Linked DNA regions of Zea mays: regions 1, 2 and 4 are each linked to region 3. The links are chromatin contacts, called in public Hi-C maps. All regions are on one chromosome and are shown on one strand. The core of a region is the stretch at or near the end of the contact, and the rest is flanking DNA. Distances in the headings are between cores, read along the strand shown. Region 1 holds the start of LOC100281273 (beta3-glucuronyltransferase). Region 2 holds the start of LOC100280810. Region 3 holds the start of LOC100191956. Region 4 holds the start of LOC100272393.

What was found. A called contact is a pair of places that touch in the nucleus more often than the background predicts.
Region 1: a Hi-C map of ear shows a contact between it and region 3, with 3 times the contacts expected there. The contact joins the promoter of LOC100281273 here to the promoter of LOC100191956 in region 3. A contact is called at or near these places in 7 of 25 Hi-C or Micro-C datasets (bundle sheath, ear, endosperm and 4 more).
Region 2: a contact with region 3 is called in a Hi-C map of leaf, with 5 times the contacts expected there. The contact joins the promoter of LOC100280810 here to the promoter of LOC100191956 in region 3. A contact is called at or near these places in 6 of 25 Hi-C or Micro-C datasets (ear, endosperm, leaf and 1 more).
Region 4: a Hi-C map of ear shows a contact between it and region 3, with 2.9 times the contacts expected there. The contact joins the promoter of LOC100272393 here to the promoter of LOC100191956 in region 3. A contact is called at or near these places in 2 of 25 Hi-C or Micro-C datasets (ear and endosperm).

Annotation. Positions count from the first base shown.
Region 1 is chr1:43,983,770-43,986,469 of Zm-B73-REFERENCE-NAM-5.0, forward strand. LOC100281273 (beta3-glucuronyltransferase) reads left to right here and starts at 1,408. Exons shown (of 3, transcript NM_001154192.2): 1 at 1,408-2,337. The coding sequence starts at 1,676.
Region 2 is chr1:43,964,157-43,966,856 of Zm-B73-REFERENCE-NAM-5.0, forward strand. It overlaps LOC100280810, which reads right to left and starts at 1,338. Exons shown (of 2, transcript XM_034059576.1): 1 at 730-1,338; 2 at 17-622. The coding sequence starts at 1,050. The coding sequence ends at 236.
Region 3 is chr1:43,638,492-43,641,218 of Zm-B73-REFERENCE-NAM-5.0, forward strand. It overlaps LOC100191956, which reads right to left and starts at 1,258. Exons shown (of 6, transcript NM_001349819.1): 1 at 975-1,258; 2 at 633-831; 3 at 363-519. The coding sequence starts at 1,187.
Region 4 is chr1:44,143,434-44,146,133 of Zm-B73-REFERENCE-NAM-5.0, forward strand. LOC100272393 reads left to right here and starts at 1,385. Exons shown (of 15, transcript NM_001146873.1): 1 at 1,385-1,498; 2 at 1,565-1,634; 3 at 1,729-1,756.

The DNA.
Region 1 (2,700 bases), core at 158-2,657, 350 kb after region 3:
AAGGTTAAAAGCCTTATGCTCTATCAACTGAGCTAGACAAGTTTTGTGTACATAACAGAGCTCGGCGCCAAGATCTATGGCGCCGAGCTCGGTGCCACGTCGATGCCACGACATCCGTTTGTGCCAGCGCAACACGCACCTCGGCGCCATAGCCTATGGCGCCGAGCTGTGTTACCTCGGCGCCATTGGCGATGGCGCCGAGCAGAGGGTCCAAAAATGACATTAAATTTTTTTAAGGTCCAAACGTGTATTTTTTTGAGGAAGGACTAAAATATAAAAAATTCGGCTCCGACGCTAGTGCTTCTGGATTCTACTCCCGGATCCCCACCCAACCGCCCGCCACCTGCCGCTGATGCCCACTAGCGCAGCGCCCCCGCCCGCCAGCCAGGCCCAGGTCGCCACCATTCTCTCACGCTCAGCAAACAGCCAAACACAAAAAACTCGACCTAGTTTCAATTTCAACCGTACCTGCAGATTGTTGCTTACGTTACATGCGATGCGGTAGTGCGGTCACTAGCACGCATGTATAGCACCAGATGAGGATGATGAACCACCTGATGGGTTGATCTCGGGGGCTACCAAACCGGCCTATAAATCCAGCTAACTGGCCAATTAAGGCCTTGTTCGTTTCTATCAGATTGCACCCAGAATCGTTCCAGCTAATCAAAGTTTATATAAATTAGAGAAGCAATCCGGTTAGGATTCATTCCGACCCACCAATCCGGCACAAACGAACAAGCCCTAATCGGTAATCGATCCTAGCCAATTTGGCTGTAACACCGGTTTACCTATTTGAATTTGAGAAGGTATCACCGGTTTGGCCGTGTCACTTGGGTTGAAACCGACCGTCGGTGACGCGAGACCGACCGATCGCGCGGTTGGCACCCACCTAGGATACTGGATACATTACTAGTACTAGCAAATTACGGGCAGCCGGTTAACTTTTTTTTTATCGGGCATTATCACCTAACAGTGACGAAAGAGTATCTAGCAACTTTAGATCTTGGTCAACAGCAAATTTTTTATTTCAAAAAAATACACTCGATGTGTCCCTTCCGTTCTCGGATTATGTCCGTAGCTGAGCGGACGGTAACGGGTGATGAGGAGCCATGGTTCGATAATTTTTTCAGTCGTAATTATATTTCAATCTTTTCTTAATATAATACCGGTTTTATATCACCTACTAGTGGCAGCGAGCGGCCGAAGCACCCCCACACGGCCACACCACGCGGCGAGCCACGGCTACGAAGAAAAATCACCATGCTGCCACGCAAACAAGATTAGACGTACGCTTGGTCGGGAAGTGTTAGCATTAGTGCGTCACTAAACTCGCACGCCACCTAATGATTTACATTTGCTGCTGCGTCTGGGATATATAAAGGAAAAAAAGCGTGACACCAACCCGACACCGGCTCCCCTCGCTGGCTCTCCTCCGCAGCTCCGCTCCCCTGCTCGCCACCTCCCGCCCATTTTAAACCACCACCACTACCAAACTTTGCTTGCCTCCCCAGTCCCCACCACCGCTTGGCTGCCGCTTGCTGCTGCGGTCGTCTAGCTAAGCTAGCTTACATAGCCAGCTTCGACACGTCGCGACGCAGATTAAGCGGCACGAGGCCAGCCTCCGGGAGCTGGTGGTGGAGCTAGGCAGGCGGCGTTGTGCTTGCTGGCTTCTGTGATGGGGTCGTCCACGGATCACGCCGCCGGTGCCCGTGGCAAGAAGCAGGGGTCGCAGCTGTGGAAGAAGGCGCTGCTGCATTCCTCCCTCTGCTTCGTGATGGGCTTCTTCACCGGCTTCGCGCCGTCGTCCGTGTCCGACTGGACGTCCGCGGCGGCGGCGGCGGGGGGCCGGGTGGGCAGCAGCCACGTGGTCCGGGCGCTGCCGGCGGGCGGCGCCGGGGCCGTGAACCGGAGCCTGCTGGCGCACGACGCGGGGGGCGGCGGCCTGCCGCGCGACCCGGCGTCCCCGCGCCCGCTCCTGGTGGTCGTCACGACGACGGAGTCGACGCCCGCGGCGACCGGCGAGCGCGCCGCCGCGCTGACGCGGGCGGCGCACGCGCTGCGTCTGGTGGCGCCGCCGCTGCTGTGGGTGGTGGTGGAGGCCGCCCCGGACGCGCCGGCCACGGCGCGGCTGCTGCGCGCCACGGGGCTCATGTACCGCCACCTGACCTACAAGGACAACTTCACCTCCGCCGACGCCGCCGCGGGCAGGGAGCGGCACCACCAGCGCAACGTGGCGCTCGGACACATCGAGCACCACCGCCTCGCCGGCGTCGTCCTCTTCGCGGGCCTCGGCGACGTGTTCGACCTCCGCTTCTTCGACGAGCTCAGGGGAATCAGGTACCAGCCAGCCATCATCATTGCTTGCTTCACGGCGCGTACGACGTGTATTGTTGCCAGAGCAAAACTCTCATCTTCATTACATAAATAGTTAAAACAAAACGACGGAAAATGATTAAAGCGCCGATCTTTCTTGGTGCGAGCAAGAGCTAGTTAAGCTAAGCGCGGCACGTCGACGCCATCACGCCATGCGCGTGCCCAAAGCACACACTTGTCATCGCTCGCTAGCTGCCAGCGCGCGACTTTGTCAGGCTGTACAGAGAGAGCAACAGCTCACGCACAGCACGGCACCGCCGCCTGGTGACCTTAATCAGCGGTGAGAACTGAGAACCCGGGGCATCAGGCATGTGATGCGAGGAGGTC
Region 2 (2,700 bases), core at 88-2,587, 330 kb after region 3:
ACGTGACAGTAACACGGAGTAAGACAAGATGCATTCATTCATCAAGAGCAACTAATCGTATATTGACGGGGGTATACTTCGTAATTACGGCCGGCTGCACAGCGTTCTTGCAGCAGCATCCGACAAGATGCAAACGTTGCCGTTGCAGAACGCACATGCATGTGCTACGTACTAGCTAGTATTTGTTTATGCAACAAAAAGTACTTGTAGTAGTCGAGATCGATAGAAGCATGAGCTAGGTCCAGAGCTGGGCTTCGTGATCCGGCCACGTCGTCGCCGAGTCCAGGTCCGAGTCGTACAACGTCGTCTGCTGGTAGTACGCCGCCGCGCCGAATCCGCCGCCGCCGCCGCCGTCCATCATCGTCGTCAGCGGCGACGGGTGCTGCTGGTTGCCGCGGCGATTGGCCATCTCGACGCAGAAGAGGGCGAGCAGGTTGGCGTGCTTGGCCTGCGCGTTGAGCAGGTCGGCCTGCGCGCGCGCCAGCTGCACCTTGAGCTCGTTGGCCTGCTTCTGCAGCCGGCACACCGCCCCCGCGCACCCGTACACTGGGTCCCGCAGCCGCGCCTCCGCCTCGTACACCATGCTGCTCACCGCGTCCGCGCGCGAGCTCTCCGGCAGATCCTGCAGCGTTTATATATATACATACATACGCATGTCAGCACAGCTAGCATTGTTGCCGCGCGCGCGGGGACGCTTCCAGACCTGCCTGTGTCCCCACACGTACACACCTGGAGGAGCTTGATGATGTTGCTGGCGCCGAAGACGCGGTGCGCCGTGGTGAACTTGGCGGGCTCGGTCGGCGGGAAGTAGGGAGCCAGCACGCAGCCGTCGGCGCAGCGGCGGCGGAGGATCTTGCACGCCGCGCACGGGCTCAGGACGACGGTCGGCGGCGGCACGTTGCCCACCACCTGCAGGACAGCGGGAGGAGGAGGAGGCGGTGGCGGCGAGCACGACGACGACACCCTGGACGGCGGCGACACGGAGCGGCAGTAATATTGCTGCGGCTGCGGCGCCGCCGTGCCCGCGCTCGCGTTGCCGTAGTCGTCCATGACCGGAGGCCGGAGCAGCAGTGCTGCTGCAGCTAGTGTTGGCTATGGAGTAGTAGAGCCTGCTAGCTAGTTGTACGTACGAGATCAGCAGGGGTGGTAAATCAAAAGTAAAATCTGGTGCTAGTATATATAGGGAGATCGATCGAGACGTGTCTAGCAGATTTCCCCCTGCATCTCTATTCTCTCCTCTCCTATGTATTCTATTCCACGAGTGAGAGAGGCTATTATTTCCTTTGCTTGGTGGATTATATTGCAGACCGATGGACGACGCAGAGCGCACACAATGCTGACGATCAGGTCACATCAATTCAGTTACGGTTTACTAGTAGTACGTCCGTGCTGTGCTTGGCCGAGTTTGGCAGGTCTTGATCAACTCGTGGAGGGATGGTTAGACGTGCATCTGCTATACTTAATCACTACCTTGCATGTCACTCATGCCTCCTACTGCTGCTTGGAACTAGTCCGACCAACAATCCGTATTTTTTTTTCGATCGTACATGTGTGCTAGTTTATTAACAAACCAACATACGTACGCAGGGCTGATTTCGAAATGTTTTGGTCGCTTGTATGTATGTAATTCTTCCACAATGGCGTATTTCCAGCCGAGGTGACCCGAAGGCCATGTCCGTAGAAATGCTGGTCGGAAACAAAGACCTTATTTTTGTTGGACGCTGCGTGGCGGCCGGCGGCCCGTTTATTTTTTTTATTAAACCGCTTTTTAGGTCTGTTCAGACCGGCACGGCCCATATAAACCCGTAACGTATTAGACCCATTCAGGAAACCAAACCCGCGGGTCTGATAGGCTCGACCTGCCCAAACCAGGTCGGGTGGTCCAGTGGCGGACGCAAGACAAAATTTCAGGTGAGGCCGATAACGTAGGGGACAAATCAATATACTATACTATTTGATAAAAATAGTTCCATAATAATAACATGGAGATTAAGTGATAATATGAGTAGTGTTCTAAAATAGCATGAATACCGAAACTTCATTTTGGCCACCCTAAAGGAGAGTTAGAGAAAACAAAAGGGTGGACTAGCGGGGACTGGAAGTTAGGGCGAAGCGGGCGTATTAGCACGTCGGTGTGGAGAGTCAGCGACTCCACCGCAAAATGACGACGGTGAGGCGACAATCAGAAGCGGGCCAAGCATTTGAGATTGGGTATTCAAAAATTCAAAAGATTAAAGAAATTAGTGTTCTAACGCTATTTTGTGTAATACACTATTAACAAATTAGTATAGATCACCAAAAACTTAGGTATTCAATGAATACCCATGAAACACCCCTGTGCCTGCCACTGGCGACAATAGGCGTGGGATAGCGAGGGCAGGCGACGATACGACGGTAGATGGCAACGACGAGGCGAAAGGCGGTGGCAGCAAGCGACAGTCATTGTCGCGTTGCGACGGCGCGACGGGACCCTTGTGAGATAGCGAGGGCGGGTGGTGCTGTGATGCCAAGGTAGAATCCCACTAATAGTCTACCCATCCACCGGTGCGGATTAGAAGGCAAAGTAATTGTACTGCGTGCAGGATCCCGACGTGACGACGAGCACCACGACTCGGGTGTGGAGTGGGCTGAGTAGTGAAGCATCGAGAAAAAAATTAGATCAAAGTCTAGTTTTTATTAAATTTAGTCCAACCTACTATA
Region 3 (2,727 bases), core at 8-2,507:
TGTGCGCGGCTGTGCCTGCGCCAGTGCCTCCCGCCAGTCCCGCCTCGCGTGCTCGGCTGCTCCAATTCCAAACCAAAGCAGCCGCTCTGCCACGCATGTGTGCGCGCGCCCACTGGACTGGTGACTGGTCCCCCTCCCCGCCCGCCGCAAGCTCGCAAGGAGCCAGCCAACCCGAAGCCAACGAGCAGAGGACACGAAATCCTCGTAGCCTCGCGCGACGTGCAGTGCAGATAGTTTGGCGGCGCTCGAGGTGCGCGAACGCCGTGCCGTGCCGGTTTCTTTTTCAATTGGGCTAGCGAAACGTACCTTGTCGCGGGCGGGGGATTGGAATTCGGAGCTGGGAGCGGCGTGCGTGTACGTACCCGTAGGTGGCGGCGGCGGCGGGGTAGAACGGGAGCACGCCGTGGTACTGCTGGTGCGCGCCGTGGGCGTAGTGGTGCGCGGCCGGTGGCGGCGGCGTCGTGGAGGGGTGGTAGTACCACGGCACCGGCGACACGCCCCTGGACCCCACGGCGATGGCTGCAAGTGAATTCGCGCCAGAAACATGCATGTGATCTCTTGTCCGGATCGGAACGCACGCTAATAATAAGAGGCACCTAGCTAGCTAGTAGCTAACTTACGTACGTACGTACCTGGCGTGGGCTGGTGTTGCGAGGGGAGCGCGGGCGCGTGCGGCGCCGGGGTGGCCGGCGGCGAAGGGCGGAGGATGTGTGGCGGGGGGCGCGGCTTGGCGCCGAGGGCGGCGAGGTTGCAGTTGGCGCGGCGGCCGTTGATGACGGGGGTGGCGTCCTCGCACGCCTTCTTGGCCGCGTCCGCCTCCTTGAACGTCACCTGCCGTGCATGCAAGCAAGCTAGGTTGGCGACGTTTCGCATATGGGTCGACCTCGCTCGTCCAGATGAAGAAAAAAAAACAACAACAACAACAAACAGGCGGAGCTAGGGGCCGGGAACGGGAGAGGAAAAGGGGGACTGACGAAGCCGTAGCCCTTGGAGCGGCCGGTGAGCTTGTCGGAGATGATGACGGCCTCGAGGATGTCGCCGTAGCGCTCGAAGTGCTCGCGGAGGGCGTCCTTGTGGGTCTCCCACGCCAGCCCGCCCACGAACACCTTGGTGAGCGTGGTGTCCCCGAACGGCGCCGGCGGCTGTGGCAGCGGCAGTGGCTGCGGATGCGGCGCCATCATCGTCATTGTCGTCGCCTGCCCGCCTTCCTGATGTGTGCGGCAAGGGGTGAATGCAAAGCAAACGGAGAGGAGAGGCGAGGCGACTGGGTCACAAGATGGGGCTGTTGGGTTTTATATAGCGCCAGCGGAGTTTGTAATTCGGTGGTAGCAGTAGGGGATAACGGACGCAGGAGAGCCTACTCTACTAGTCTGCCGTCTGGTCCGTCCTATAGCCTGGCAACAATTGGCGTCTGGGCCCTGTGAGTCTGTGAGTAGAGCGCCCCCATCTGCATCTGGCCTGTCCATCTCTCTCCTCGCCTCGGTCCTCACCTGCAGGCTGCAGCTCAGCCAGACGTACTGCAACTGTAACAGAAAAGGCAAGCATGTCGTCTTCTCCCCCCAGATCATCATAGATTAACCACAACCCTCTTATCTCGCGGCTGTGAGGAGTAGCAGTAATTACCGGCTGGCACACATCGTGACACTGCCAGCCAGGAAATAATCATCGCTCATTTGATCATTCGGGCCGGCCGGGGCGGATACACGAACAGATGGGCGAACGGATCCGCGAGGTGGTGGTGGGCGAGCTGTAAGAGCGGGGGTGGGAGATCGAACAGCTGGCCTCGCAGCTTGCCATTACCACACAACGTGCTGACGCCTTTCCCTTCCCTTCCCTTCCTTGCATTAATCTAGCGGCCGCTCTGAAAAGAAATCCTTTTTCCCGTGTGCTGCTTTCTCTTTCGCATGCAAGTAGCAGCAGCAGCAGGAGCCAGGAGGAGGGTATTATACTAGTATGTAAAGCGCCGACGCGTATTTGAATGGGGGAGTACATGTACACGGTATACACTACACTGCAAAAAGGAGACGCGCATAGCAAAAGTGCAGCACCACGTGTATGGGGGTAGGCTCGTTTGCTGACAAGAAAACATGATAGACTACTGGCCGGCCGGGACACCCAGCAAGGCTGTGCGTGCCCGTACGTGAAGTATATAGCTACACGTACGTACGGGTACGGTGGTACGATGATCCAGAGGCGTCCGCGTATATACCATGCGTGACAGCATAAACTGCATAAACGCGGGTTTATACGTAGTACTGACGACGACGACGACAACAGCCACTCTATATACGTTCGCCCGGACACGGGTGTCAGCCGAGAACGGAGGAGCTGCTGCTGGCTGGCTCTTTATTTTAAACCTCGGGCGCCCGGGCCGTGCCACAAGCGTCTATTCCCGTGGATGTGTGGATCACAGGATCAACGCCGTTTCGTCCCACGGTCCCTTGAGCATCCGTTTGGTTGGTTGGTTGGTTGGCAGGACGAGATCTGGCGTCAGCCACAGTGACAGTATGGCGTGGCCAAAGTCAGGCAGCGGATGTAGGCCGAAAGCAGATCCATGGAAGCACTTCCGGTGACGCCAACGCGGGGCCCTCCGAGGTACGCCCGCCCAGCCCCAGCCCCAGATGCAGCGCGGACGACGGACGGTCCCGGTCGGAAAACCCTCGTCGATCGATCGCACGTGAGAGGGGGGGGGGGGGCAAGACGGGGTCGCGTGACCGTCCTTTCCCT
Region 4 (2,700 bases), core at 135-2,634, 510 kb after region 3:
AGACTATAGTCAAGCGGCGTGGCGTGGGTGTCGTTCCGCGTAGGGAGGCGCTATCCGCTCTACATTGCGTCCCATCGTTCCATGGTAGTTAAGGTACCCGTGCCACCGACTCTCTGACTCAAACGATCAATCAATCTGCTTACGCCAGAGAGGTCTCGATTGGTAGATGCAGGTGGAGTGCTCGCGGTACTGATGCGAATGGAGCTTGGAAGTCAGATAGGTGTGTATGGGGGTGAGTGATCAGCTGCTTACTTGCTCGTTTCTAAATTGATGGAGCATGAAATTGAGTTGTCCGTGTTTATGGCGGTGACGGCGGCTATGAGGATGCATAACATGTATTTGTGGAATTGCGGCAACCTTCACTGAGTCTTGTAAAGCTACTTCTGCGTCGTGATCTAAAGAAGGTTCTCAAAGCATAGATATCTCTTAATTTTGTCGGATGATTCTAATTTACATATGTTTCCATTTCAATATTCATTTTATTCTGTTAACAACATGTTTTCTTAAGTAACATCATATTTAGCTTCACAAATATATTTAGTATTTTTTACATACATATATTTTTCAATTAGTAGTTATACCAAATTTACAAATTAAAACATGTTAGAGGAAGGTAAGGCACATCATGAAAAATAGAATAACTAAAAATTTCAAACACCTTGGTTTTTGGACGTTTAACTTCTCTGTACTTTATAGCCTATCGCAGAAGCCTTGCTGGATCGTTGTGGTCTCCATCCTCTTACAATTTTATCATAGAAAAGCTCTAACGAAGGAAACTAGAGTGAAATTATGTATAAGTCAGTGTTTGAACTTTGGTTGTTGGCTTCACATTCACACCCACCTAATCTATATCTAAACGTTTAAAACCTGCTTAAAAATACGGTGACACTGATAAATACAACGCTTTTTCCAGACACGGATAAGCTGAAGGACTAAGGCTGCCCGCAGTCGCGGACTGTGAAGCCAACTCTAAAAATTTACAGTGAAGTGGATGGCTGCAGCGATTGACTGGATGGCGTACTCTATTTTAGCGTTTGCTGCCCACAACTCTATTCCTGGCGTTTGCTGTCCGCAACTCTATTCACTGTGACGCTGTGTAGAGCATAGGTGGTGAGGCCCACAGTGGGTTTGCTGCAGACGCAAAGGAGATGGGTGGTGGGGCCCACAGTGAGTATTTTTTATAAAAAAATATGGTAGTTTGTATAGGGTTGAGATATAGAGTAGTTGTGGATGCGGAAGTTTGGCTACTGTATTTTAAAATATTGATGACTAGGATAGAATATTCCTTTTAGAGTAAAAATTTAGAGTAGAATGAGTGCGGATAGCCTAACCTACAAACGTATATTCTTAAATACCTTCCCCGGCGCGATGGCCGCGGCCGCGGCAGAAACACAGATGGGCGACGGGGCTCCGCCGCCAGGGGCTCTATACTCCTTCGGAACGCCGTGGCCGGAGCTCAATCAAGGCCTCACCTACACCGACACGTTCCGTTGCGCTGGTTTGCCTCCTTATCTCCTTTCCTCTGGTTTGCTGTTTTGTACTTGTTCTGATTACTTGCAAGCAGATGCGGACGCCGCTACCACCTTGATTGAGTTCTACTCTACTAACCACAAGAGCTCGGCGCCATTGCCAGGGCAAGTGCCTATATGCTACGCTTAATTCCTGATCTCCGTGCTCAGTTGATGGTTTTTCTTGTGGATTTAATGATGATGGTGGTGTGCTCCGCAGGTGGATCAAGAGGATTCGTAATGGGCAGGTAGGGAAAAATAGAATTTTAGTGAAGATTTACTGTCTTCTATTTGGTGCTATCCGTACCTGAGCATGGTGTTTCGTCTGCTTTTACAAGGGGTTCTAAAAAGGGTTTTCAGATATATGTCAATATGAAAATCAAGTATCCTAAAGATGCCATTATAATTTGTGATACCTGGTGGTTGCAATTATCCGATCAGAAAATTCGGTCCACGCCATTATCTATGTTTGCACGTACAGGACTCGCCTGAGAAGAAAAAATGCCCTTATTGACTTGCCACGCCGCCGTCACGACCACCGTTGTCGCTGGACACGCCCTGCTCCAGTGCCGCGACCGCCGCCTCGCATACCAGATACATGCCCAGGCTTGTCGTTGTGGCCTGACCACCTCCAACCCCATCCTTGTTTGCTCCCTCCTCATCTTCTACACCGTTTGTGGCTTGCGGCTTGCGAGGACCGGAACAATGCCACCAAGGTGTTTGGCGAAATGCCGCACCCAGACGCTGTGTCCTACACCGCCATGATCTACGCCCTCCTCCGCACCGGGGACTGCCACGGGGTGCTCATGCTCTACCCGTGCATGCTCCCCCTTTGCACCGCCTCCATGCACTTGAACCGCCATGGCACCCAGCTCCACGCGCAGCTCATCCGCTGGGTTGACGTTGACGACCCCTCCGCCAGGGGCCTGCCTCCCCACAGCCGCCAGCAGCCAGCGCACCAGCCCGACCGCCAGCACGACACGACGGTGTTTTAAGGCGGAGAGGGTTTGGAACTAGGGAGGAACAACGGGGAGGGAGAAGAGCAGCAAGGAAGATGGGTAAAAGGGGCAACACTAATGGACAATACATGCACGAGTGTAGATAATGGCAGAGGCCAAATTTATTGATCAAATAATGGCAACCGGCGGGTATCACGAATTATAATGCCATCTTTAGAATACTCAATTTCATA